Linked DNA regions of Ovis aries: all the other regions are linked to region 1. A link is a contact called in public Hi-C data. All regions are on one chromosome and are shown on one strand. Each heading gives the region's core, a stretch centred on a gene start, on an enhancer-like site or on the middle of the called end of the contact. The rest is flanking DNA. Distances are from core to core; before and after follow the strand shown.

Region 1 (3,665 bases), core at 170-2,669:
GTCAATTCTAGAAAGTAAATCCTCACTTTTAGATCAGGGAAGTTAGAGATTATACACGCACAAACACACACACGCACAATTCCTAAGCCGAAATCCCCGTGGAATCAAAGTTTGAAACACCTGTCCTTTAAAAGCTGGGTTTCTGGGGGACTCCCCTGGTGGTAAGGACTCCGGGCTTCTAATGTAGGGTGTTAGGGTTATATTCCTGGCTGAGGAACTAAGACAAAGCTTGCCACACGGGTGAGGCTATCCCCCAAACAAAACAAAACAGAGAACGCCAAAACAAGCCCCCTCCCCCGCTTAATTGGAAGTACTGTAGGTGGGAACCTGAGGCTAAGAAAACTCCTCTCATTGTGTGCAAATCAGGGCTACCCTCTCCTCGACCCCCATTCTAAATTTCCATCAGATTTCCCAAACGCACGTAGAGGACAGGGAATTAAAACAATTAAGATCCCCTGCCTATGAATGCGCCATTAAACAACACTAGGAAGTTAATCAAGCAGGAGTCTGGGCTGTCAAGGGAGGTGGAGTACCCTCAGGCCTTGGGTGGGAGGTGGGAAAGGCCAGTTGCTTTTATAATTTTTTTTTCCCTCCAGGGCCCCTGCTGTTAAAAGCCCCGTGGGGAGTTTGGAGTGGAAAATTTGCAGACCTACTGTGTGCGTCTGCGTTCTTGCTAAGTCGCTCAGTCGCGTCCGACTCTTTGCGACCTCATGGACTGTGGCCTGAACGGCCTCTGTCCACAGGATTCTCCAGGAGAATGCTATGCCCTCCTCCAGGCGTTCTTTCCGAACCAGGGATTGAATCTGTGTCTCTGGCATCTTCTCCTTTACCACTAACGTCATCTGGGAAGCTCTGCGGAGGTGCTTTTCCTAAATTAATCATTTAATCTTTGCAGTAATCCTTTTTATTACCCCTCCAAATCCCTTAAGAAAGCACTTAATGGAGTGCTTGCTGGCTTTCGTGGTTCCGGGTTTTAAGTGAATGCACACACTGATTATTCCCCTCTTTTACACACACACAAGACTTCCGCGCGATTCCCTTCGTTTAAATGAACTTGCCTTTAAAAACAGCCTTTCATTTATTTCTTTGGTCTATTTCTTTCCAACAAGAGTCACCCTCAGGATTGGCAGTAGGAACGCAGACAGGACAGGAGGCAGTACGATTTTCGTTCGAATTTAGAAGACAGTCCTGGAGTCTCACTTCTCCCTTCTATCCGGCTCACAAAGTGTCGGGCGGCCAGGGCTGGGTTTGGGCGGGAGAAGCCCGGCCAGAGCTCCCGAGACCGACTCCGCGCGGGGCTGGTGGGCCGCAGAGCGGTTGAGTGGGGTCGGGATTTAGCCCCTCGTGGCAGCCACCCGGCTCGCTCCAGCCCCGCCCAGAGGCGGCCGCGCCAACCCTGAAGGGAGCCGGCGAGAGGCTCCCCGGATCTCCAGTGCGCCACGGACGGCGCTCAGAGAGTCCGCAGCCTCTAGGTCGCCGACTAGTTGGGATGGGCAGCCGCTGCTGAGTCCTTCCTTGCCTCTGCGTCCCGGGCCTCGGAGTCGCCGAGAGGAGTCCCTGGAGCTGGTTCCTGCTGCGGACCCTCTGCCTCCGGCCCGTGAGCTCAGCCCCTCCGCGCCGCGAGCCCGCCTCTGCCAACCGCGAGCTCCAACCCCCAAACAAGGCGCGCAGTAGGCGCGGACGCTGCAGCCTCCTGGCACCTCCCGGGGGGTGGGGTGGTTACCTCCCATCCTCGCCAAACTCCGCGCTCTCGGACCCCGATCCGACTCAGCAGGCCAGACTCCCACCTGCCTTGGCGGTGCCTCCTAGCTCGCACTTCTCGCCGCGACCCCCGGTTCCCCTTTCCGGCGGGGGCGCAGCCTTCCGGCCACATGAGACTCTGTCCCACGGCCCAGCCGTTTGTCAACCGAAAGGTCTCGGGCCAGAACTCCTGAGTCTCGCCAGCCTGCTTCGCTGGAGATTCGGGCTCGAACCCGCGAAGACCCGGTGGGCCCGGAACTTGGGCTCATTTTCTTTGAGGTTTGAGCTGCCCGCTCTTCCCTAGAGTTTCATTTCTGCTCTTAAGGAATGGTAACAAGCCCGCAGCAACAGCTTGATTTAACCTTTGTCTATTCAGTGCCTGAATTAGGAGAGATTTGGAGCTTCCCTGATAGCTCAGCTGGTAAAGAATCCGCCCGCAATGCTGGAGACTCCGGTTCGATTCCTGGGTCAGGAAGATCCCCTGGAGAAGAGAAAGGGTATTCTGGCCTGGAGAATTCCATGGACAGTCCGTGGGGTTGCAAAGAGTCAAACACGACTGAGCACACTTTAACTTAGGAGGGATTTGGGAGAACTGGAGTCATCCCCCTAATTTACTGATATGGGAAACTGAGGCTCACAGAGGGACATTTGTGCTCCACGTCACGGAGCGCTTTCCTGGATAGACCGGGTCTGACACGCACTGTGCGCCTCGTTAGAACGCGTTTTGCGGTGAGGGGAACCTAGGTGAGAGAGGCCCAGTCACCTGCTCGGGCCTCCCCAGCCCTATTGGAGCAGAAGCCGAGCGGAAACCCCGTAGGTCTGGCGTCTCCGGCTCTGGACCTCTTTCGAGGAGAGCGCTCCCTTTTCATGATCAATTTTCTTACTCTCGAAATTTTCTGCCTTTCTAAAGTCCCTCTCTTATGAGCGGTGTGGAAGTTGAATTTTGCGAGTTTGTGGTTTCAGTCTCTGTGGAGCCCTGGTGTGGTGGGTGGTCGTAGACCTTGCGCCCTCGGAAGCCCACCTTCTTTGATTCCTGCGCAGCATCAGAGGTCGCGTGACTTTATTCATTGTCCTAACCACAGCGAGGAAGAGGGTGACCTCACTGAGCCATTCCTGGCGAACGGGTTGCCCAGGAAGCCACACTGTGTTCCTATAACACCCTGGGCTAGGGACGTAGGAAGGCTGTCCATCTAGTGGAGACCAGTCAGTCAGTAGCAAGGCTGTTTGATCACCTGCAGGCTGTAGAGAGCGCTGTGGATGGGTTCCTCAGGGGATGCTGAGATTGTAGTCAGGCTCTGGAATCTAGCTTCCCACCCCGTGTGGCTGCTTCCTGGTACATTCTGGAAGGACCGTGGCTTGAGAGCTGGCTTGGTTTTCAACTTTTGTTAATCATTAGGGAGATCTTCTGAGCCAACATCAGCCACAAACAAGGCAGGCTTGACCCAGAGCACGTCACAGGTGGTTGTTATTGTTCAGTTGCTCAGTCGTGTCTGACTCTTTGTGACCCCATGGACCGCAGCACACCAGACTTCCCTGTCCTTCACTGTCTCCCAGAGTTCTCTAAAACTCATGTCCATTGAGTCAGTGAAGCCATCCAACCATCTCACCCTCTGTTGCCCCCTTCTTCTCCTACCTTCAGTCTTGCCCAGCATCAGTGTCTTTTCCAATGAGTTGGTTCTTGTCATCATGTGGCAAAGTATTAGAGCTTCAGCTTCAGCATCAGTCCTTCCAATGAATATTCAGGATTGATTTCCTTTAGGATGGACTGGTTGGATCTCCTTGCAGTCCAAGGGACTCTTAAGAGTCTTCTCCAGCATCCCAATTCGAAACATCAATTCTTTGGCACTCAGCCATCTTTATGAGCTTTCTTCTTTCCGTATCAACACTCAAACACAACTCTGGAGTTCTTTATTACCCCTTCTGGA
Region 2 (4,145 bases), core at 1,016-3,515, 36 kb before region 1:
AGATCCCCTGGAGAAGGAAATGGCAACCCACTCCAGTATTCTTGCCTAGAGAATCCTGTGGACACAGGAGCTTGGTGGGCTACAGTCCACAGGTCACAAGGAGTCCGACACGATTGAGCGACTTCACTTCACTTCATGGACTATATAGCCCGCCAGGCTCCTCTGTCCAGGGGATTTTTACAAGCAAGAATACTGGGGTGGGTTGCCATTCCCCCTTCCAGGGGATCTTCCCAACTCAGGGATTGAACCTGCATCTCCTGCATAAGCAGGTGAATTCTTAACCACTGAGCTACTAGGAAAGCCTAATGGTCAGGCAGATAGGGGACAAATCCCTACACAATGTGTTACCACCATCCTCCTTTGAAGGAACTCCACCCCCCAAGCTCCTCCCCAACCCAGAATCACAAGCCTGTTCCTTAAGATTCAGAAAGGCCCACCATATCAGGCTTTCCTCCTTCGTGGAGGCCTGCGGGCTGGCCCAGCCCTTCCCAATGGGACCAGGGGTGTGACCCAGCAGGGTTCTGCTGCCCCTGCCGGTCCCAGCCCTCCCTCCACATCCCCACCCTTCCTGCTGATCACAGCACCCGAGGCTGCTCAGCCCAGCACTCCCTCTAATGGCTAACGCTTTCGAGCTCGGGTTAAGAGACAAAAGCTAGGCTGTCCCCCACAGCTCTTCTAGTTCTGGTGCTGGTTCCTCCAGTTCTGATATTCTGGCATTTTCCCTGGATCCCGCCTTTGTTCCTGTTCCCATGCCCCCTCTTTCAGGCCCCAAGAGAAAGCTAATGGGGGACTTTTGTGACCTCGCCCAATTTCCAACATTGTGGATTCGGTCTTCCCCCGCCCCTTTCTTCTTTGACGTGAACTCTCTGTTCTCTCCTGGTGTTCATCAGAATTATGAGGGGTCCAGAGGAAAAAAAAAAAAGCGGTGGGACTGGAAAAGCTTATCAAAAACAATTATGCCCTTTTGCCAAAGCATTTTCCAAGACAGCTTCCAGGAACTGAAAAGTGGGGTTAAATTTTGCATCGATTGCATTATAAGCAAGAATAAGTGGCTAATAACCTATGAAATCTTATGGAGGAACAGGTAAATCCAAAACTAAAAGATGGTCCCCTCCAAGCCAGCCCATTCTGCGACCCCCTCCCCCGCTCTGCGGCAGGAACTCCCGACTCCCGCGCGCCGCCGGGCTTCGCTGCAGCGGCACTACCCACGCATACTCAACTAAGAAACAAGAGCACGCCAGCCATGCCACAAGGTGTGTTTTATTTTCATTAATCATACAAATAATTTTCTATAATATTCCAGGGCAAACCGGAGAAATTTGGCAGTCCGATTGGAAGGTCCCCTTCAGAGACCCGCGGGCCGGTGGCGACGGCACGGAGTGCCCGGGTTCACAGTGCAGCTTGTCGCTCGTGTACATCTTGCAGGTGGCTCTTCCTCCACATCACGGCTAGGGTCTCCAAGATGATGCGGTGGAGAATCCTCCAGGTTCGCGGAAAATCTCACTTTGCTTGCTTCTCCTGCTCAATGGCTGTGGAGAGCAGGAAATTGGACACTGGGGGATGGGGACCCCTGGCAACCCACCCAAACGGGGCGCTTGCAAACCTGGTTTGGGTAAGGCACCCACGAGGTCTAGGGATTAAGAAAGAGGCGTGGGGCTGGGAAGAGAGAGGCGCTTTGTGCAACAGAAACAGGGGCTGGGGCCGCCCGATGGGAAGCAACTGCCGGATGGGGTGTGGGGCTGGGTTAACGGGAAGGGCGGGGTGGGGACTGGGCTCGGAGCCCGCGGACCCGGAGGCGGGGGCGGACTCACTCTCTTTGGTCGGCAGGGTGTTCTTCTCCTGCGTCTCAGTCTTCTTCAGCTTGGCCTTATCGAAGCTGTTGATTTCCCCCATGTCGGGCTTGTCTGCCATTTTCTTAAAACAATCCTAGCGGGCAAATCAAGGCGGTTGGCCGGAAGCCAGCGGCCCCCTCTGCCCTCCCCGCCTCCGCTCCACGACGTGGCACTCGGGCTGGGGCGTTCCCGACAGTCCGGAGGCCGAGGATCTGGGCGCGTCCCGCACCCGGCTCCGCAGCCCCAGGGTGTGGCCCGCCCGCCCCGGCGTCCCGTCGGGAAAAGGCGCCCGACGAGGCCGTCGCGCACCCGCCAAGAAAACCCGCTCTGACCCCACCCGACTGGGCCTCCGCCCCAGGACGCCGCTCACCGAGAAGTTCCGCTTCCAGACCGCGGTCCCGGGGCACCCGCTCGCGTTGCTGCAGCAAAAGACAAAAGAGCGGCGCCCGCCCCTCGCCTTATATAGGCCGCGCCCGCCACGCCCCTCCTCTCGCCCGCCGCAGCGGGGGCGGGGCCGGCGGCCGGGGGGCGGGGCCAGCGCGGGTCGCTCACTTCCCTACCGCGCCCTCAGCTCGGCAGCCCGCTGGGCTGGACCCGGCTCTTCTCCCGCGCGCGGTCCCTTCGTCCAGTTCCCCCAGCTCCCTGGACCCCCAGAGAGGAGGCAGCAGGCGCCACCAGGGTGGGTGCCACGCCCTCAGTTTTCTAGGGGACTGCACTCCCCCCTTTCCGGAAATCCGCTGCTCACCCGCAGCAGGGGCGTGGGAGGTCGGCGGGGGGAAGGGTGTACGGTTGGGTGTGGGTGTGGGTGTACTAAGTGTGCAGTGTATCGTTGTTGAGTATGGATGTGTAGACGTGCTCAGGCGCATTACAGCAGTCCCAGCTTACAGGAGGTACCCACCCCTGTGCAGTCCCCACGTGTTTTGCCTTTAGCTTCCCGGAAATCCTCCACCCCTTGTCCCTGTCCTCCTGGAGGTGAACGCCTCCGGGGCTCACACGTAAAGAATCCGAGCCAGGGGTCCTAGAGATGAAAGACAGGGAAGTACAGGTAGATTTCCACTGCTCTTTGCTACTACTGGGGCCCGTTGTCTCCGTTTTCGAACTGGGCAGTTCCTGCAGGACCCATCGCTGGTGCTCCCTTAGGACGCTTGTAACAAGCATTGTCTGAAAGGCGATGGTGGGAGCAGGCAGCCCCCAGGGGCTTGCTGTGTTCATTTTCTCACAGGGCTCCTAGGGACGTAGTGTCCCAAGGTTCAGTTTTTCTCCTTGAGTTAACCTTGAATATGTCCCTACAAAGATTCTTGCTTTCTTTTTCAATCCGTTATAGGCGTATACTGCAATTATTCAAGTCTTTCTTAGAAAAGTTGTATCTTCATTCCGTTCAACATCTTTAGTTCCATAAATGAACAACCCAGGGGGTGAAGCTGGTCATTTTATTCGCTCTGAACTTGCCAAATGTCCAGGAGCATTATTAAGCCCTTTTATTTTTATTTTCTTTTTTGAGGGGGTTGCACTGGGTCTTTGTTGCTGCTAGGTCTTTCTGTAGTGGCAGCGAGCAGGGGCTTCTCTTGAGGTGCGAGCGCTTCTCATTGTGGGGGCTTCTCTTGTTGTGCAGCCCAATCTCTAGGGCACATGGGCTTCCGTAGTTGTGGCACATGAGCTTAGTTGCTCCGTGGCATGTGAAATCTTGCTGGACCAGGGGTCGAACCTGTGTCCCCTGCAGCGGCAGGCACATTCTTATCCACTGTGCCACCAGGGAAGACCAACCAAGCACTTTTAAATTGGCATTTTGTGGAAACATCCTAAGTTCTGTCCCAGCCCTTCCTGATTTTGTCTGCTTTTTTTTTTTTTTCACATTCCCTCAGTGCATTTGGCACAGAAGGAAATAAATTTGGGCTTATGAATTTGATATACCAAACTTCCTGTATGCCCTTGGGCAAGTGTTTTCTTATACCTCTTCATTTATAAGAGTTTTGGCATAAAACTTAAGTGAGAGAAAGAACAGGCATCAAGTGGAAGCTTAACATGGCAGCCCCATGAGCGTGGCACACACACTTTATTTGTGTATCAGTCAACTGTTGCCACAGTATGTCTTGTAACAGACTGTCACAAAAGTCAGCGGCTAAAACAATAATCACTTGTTCTCTCCTCTTCTCTGGAGGTAGGAGCTGCTGTGTTGGGCTCAGCTGGGCCTGGTTTCACCCTGTTCGCGGGATCTAGGTCTGCTTCTCAGGTGTCTCGTGCTCTGGCCCAGGATCTAGCTGGAGCTTGTTCTCAAGGTGATGAGAAAACAGCAAGAGGGCTGTTGCGTAAGAG
Region 3 (4,075 bases), core at 1,196-3,695, 52 kb after region 1:
ACCATTTGGAGATGCCACTGCAGGTTTCTGAGGAGGCTAGGTCTGGCTCTCAGTGGCTTTAGCTGGGCCGAGTTTTGTTGTTTAGTTGCTAAGTCTTGTCTGACTCTTTATGACGCCATAGACTGTAGCCCACCAGGCTCCTCTGTCCAGGTGATTTCCCAGGCAAGAATACTGGAGTGAGTTGCCATTTTCTCCTCCAGGGGATCTTCCCGACCTAGAGATCGAACCCGCATCTCCTGCATTGGAGGGCTGGTTCTTTACTGTCTGAACCACCAGGAAAGTCTTCCTCTGGGTTTCTTTCAATGTGTTTCATGAAACAGATAACAGGCACTTGGGATCTGCCAGGGAGAAGTGTGGGCCAGGCTCCTTCCTCTTCCCAGCCAAGAAAACCCCTCCACCAAATCTCCTAGGTGGGGGCTTGAGACACAGTAGTAGTCAGTAGCTTTCCTGTACTGACTTTTAATTTGTAAGATGTGTAAGGCCTCTCGGAAGTTGTTAGGCTGCAAATAAGCACAATATAAAAGCCTCCAAGGTTAAGTTAGAACCATTGTAGCAGCTCTAAAAGGAAAGACTCGATAACTATAGAAAATTGTATTAAAGATTCAAAAGGGCATTTGTGTATATTTTTAGGAACAAGAGAAGGACTTAGCACCAACTCAGACACATGTCCAATTCATTGTTCACACTTACTTAAAGTACACTGATTTGTAGTATGGCCTCCTCAGAGTTGCTGGGTGACACAAGATGATCTCCTTCCTGCCAAGGAAAAGCAGCAAAGGGCTAACTTGGGAAGCGTTTTGACTTGCTGTGGATGGATTGTCCCAGCAAGTCTGGCATCATTGAGTGAAAGTTTATTTTGGGCCACTACCTCTAGTAGGAAGAGGTCCTTCTGTGATATCCCAGGTTCCTCTCCCCTCCCTGTCTTCTTCTTGACATCACCTCCCCACTTCCAGGTAAAATGAAACCCCAGGAGGGCAAGGATATGGTCTTTCTTGTTCATTACTGTATCTTCAGTGCTCGGATCAAGTTGGCATCAGTAACAATTTATTGGCTGAATTAATGAATGGAAGAGGAATGAATGAGCTTCAGGAACTTTTAGTTCTATACTTGCTGCTGTGATTCTGTTCTTCAGTAGTTGACACAAGAATGGTCATTGACATTTCTCATGACACCTTTCACGATCCATTACACTCTCTTGTTCTTGATGATGCTTTGCTGACCATCCACTCAATTTCCAGAATTCTACACTAACCCAGGATTATGATTGGCATTTTGCTCCCTTGCCTGTGCTCCCCACCCCTGTTCTCAGCCTCTGCTGTCCCCAGTCTTTCTGTGACTTGAGGACCACAGGCTGACAGGGAACTTTCATGATGAGCACCACTAGCCAGGTTACTATCTGGATGTCCTTCCACCAAGGACTGTGTGTAATTCTGAATAGGGATGCATCTGATATCATGAATCTCTGTAATGCACTAAGCTCCCCATCAACTGTTTTAATGTCTCAAGGACATTCTCTCTCCTCTGCAAATGGAAAGAATACATTTCCCAGCACCCTTAAGGATTAGGCAAGACCATGTGACTGCTTCTAGTCAATGAATTGTGGGAATTCAGGCAAACTGTAGGTCACCTGCCATATCCACCCCATAGCACCCCATGGAAACCATCTATCGGGACGGCAGTGTCACAAGATAAACAGAACTGGATTCCCAAGGGACTAGATGGATGAAAGAGCCGCTAACTCACTCAGATTGTGTGAGCAAGCTATATATTATCTGTTAAGCCACTGAGACTTCAGGTTTAATTTATTACTGAGACATAGCTTACCCAATTTTCCAGGTAAGAATACTGGAGCAGGTTGCCATTTCCTACTCCAGGGGATCTTCCTGACCCAGGAATCAAACCTGCATCCCTTGTGTCTCCTGCATTGGCAAGTGGATTCTTTACCACTGTGCCACCTGGGAGGCCCCTATCCTGACGTATACCAGGGGAGAAAATGGGAGTTTAAGAGCTTTCAGGCTTGGTCAGGACAAGCATTTAAGGAATAAACCCAAATGCAGATGTCCCAAAGCTGGCTGAGAGATAAGCTCAAATAAAATATGAGTCTCTAGGGGGTAAGACTCTCTTCCCTCCCCCATTAGGCCCAGCATTCCTCCCCTGCCCTCACCCCCATTTACTTTTCTGAGAAATTTGATGGGTCTGGGTTTCCCGGAAATGCTTCCTGTTTGTCTTGGCTGGCGAAATTTCGTTGAGCTTCCTTTTCTCCAACCCATCTCAGACTGCAGTTTTTGGCAGAGTCATTTCTAGATTTTATTCATTCAGTCAAAATTTATTGAATGTTTACAGTATGTCAGGTCCTGTGTGCCAGATGGGGAGAATAGAGAGGTGAGTAGGGCGTGATTGCTGCACGTGGGGTGACAAAACAGGGCGCTGCCATTAGTGCTGTGATGGAATAGTCGCAGGATGCTCCGGGCAAAGAGGGGACGGTCTCACTGTGCCCCGGAGTGCCCGCAGGACCGTGGCTTCCTGAGGAGGAGGCTCCCTTTTCGATTTCCAAAGGACAAGAGTGTTATTTGTCACAGGGAGGAGGGTAGAAAGAGCCTCCCAGGCGGAGGCAGCAGCGCGCGTGCGCGGCCACAGCAGCCTGTCTGCACTGGTGCTCCACTGGGGGTATCAGTATAGAGGCACAGATTGCATCAGAGATGGAGCTTCTGTATAAAACTGGCTTTGGGAGATTGTCTGTGTTACCACTTAATGTGTATTGAATTTGTTTTAATGGAGAATTAAATTTTTACTAAAAAAAAAAAGCACAAGTTAAAAGAAGTTTTTAGAAAAAAGAGAAGTAACAATCTTTTGACTGGTTCATGCCCATTGACTCAGTAGGCCTGGTCTTAGGAATCTATACTAAGGAAATAATTAGAAAATAGAAAGAACTTTCTGCTCCTGGATGCTCTTGATGGTGTATTCATGATTGTTTAATTAAATGATGGCATGTAGTGTGATGCTAAGGACTCCATACTCTGGTGAAATGCTTATACTGTCACACAAAAAGTGTACGATACTAAATTTTATATATAATACTTACATATATATATATATATATATATATATATAGTAATTTTATATATAGGGATCCCCAGGTGGTGCAGTGTTAAAGAATCTACCTGCCAATGCAGGAAAGACAGGAGAGGTTGGTTTGATGGCTGGGTGGGGAAGATCCCCTGGAGAAGGGAATGGGAAACCACTCCAGTATTCTTGCCTGGAAAATTCCATGGGCAGAGGAGCCTGGCCGGCTATAGTCCATGGAGTAGCAAAGTCAGGCATGAGAGACTGAGCATGCAATAACTTTATATATAAAACAACTGATTGCATAAAATGATAAACTGAAAGGAAATAAACTCAAAATATACTCACAGGTTTTAAAACCAATTATAACCCAAGTATTGAAATTATCGCTAGTTCAAAATTTCTTCTGTGTAACATCTTCTGTTTTCTAGATATAGTGTGCTTTCTGCACTTACCCGGATGAAAAAAGCTTTTGTGTGCCCTTCCTTCTGTCTCCTTTTCTGCCTTCCTCTTTCCCTCTTTTCTCCCTCTTGTCTCTCTCTCTCTCCCTCCTTCCTACCCTCCCTCTCTTCTTTCCAGTTTCAGATTCTTAGGTCTTTACCGTAAGCCTAATAATTTAAATTAGACCATGTGACAGAAGTCAGTTATGCAGCATACCTCGTGTACAGCATGGTGGTGAAGATCTCAAGTTCTGGTGTTGAACTGTTTCCGTTCACGCACTTTGTGGGGACACTTTGGTTTACTAAGCTTTGTGATCGTAAGCAAGTTATTTAACTTCCTTTCCCCTCATTTTCTTCTTTTTAAAAATAGATTTAAAAATAGTTACTACTTCAGGATGTTGAGAGGATTAAATGAGCACAGAAGTGAACTATTTAGCAGGGTCTATAGTTAGCACTCAGAAAATCACTTATATTATGGAACTTATGGTTGCTGGGGGGAAGGATAGGGAGAAAATATAGTTAGGGAGTTTGGGATGGATATGTACACACTGCTATATTTAAAGTGGATAATC

What was found. A called contact is a pair of places that touch in the nucleus more often than the background predicts.
Region 2: a contact with region 1 is called in a Hi-C map of liver, with 1.6 times the contacts expected there. The contact joins the promoter of TMSB10 here to the enhancer-like site in region 1. A contact is called at or near these places in 5 of 16 Hi-C or Micro-C datasets (blood, liver and mixed tissues).
Region 3: a Hi-C map of liver shows a contact between it and region 1, with 2.8 times the contacts expected there. The contact joins two enhancer-like sites. A contact is called at or near these places in 5 of 16 Hi-C or Micro-C datasets (blood, liver, mixed tissues and 2 more).

Annotation. Positions count from the first base shown.
Region 1 is chr3:56,732,280-56,735,944 of ARS-UI_Ramb_v3.0, reverse strand. No RefSeq gene overlaps it. Among named protein-coding and RNA genes, the nearest start is that of TMSB10, 36 kb to the left of the region's middle. Within about 2 kb of position 1,419, at least 14 of the 54 cell types and tissues checked have an H3K27ac peak or open chromatin away from gene starts, as enhancers often do. A contact at or near this core is called in liver, where this site is marked.
Region 2 is chr3:56,768,440-56,772,584 of ARS-UI_Ramb_v3.0, reverse strand. TMSB10 (thymosin beta 10) reads right to left here and starts at 2,265. Exons shown (of 3, transcript XM_027966724.3): 1 at 2,203-2,265; 2 at 1,812-1,926; 3 at 1,245-1,529. The coding sequence starts at 1,911. The coding sequence ends at 1,501.
Region 3 is chr3:56,681,296-56,685,370 of ARS-UI_Ramb_v3.0, reverse strand. No RefSeq gene overlaps it. Among named protein-coding and RNA genes, the nearest start is that of TMSB10, 87 kb to the left of the region's middle. Within about 2 kb of position 2,445, at least 10 of the 54 cell types and tissues checked have an H3K27ac peak or open chromatin away from gene starts, as enhancers often do. A contact at or near this core is called in liver, where this site is marked.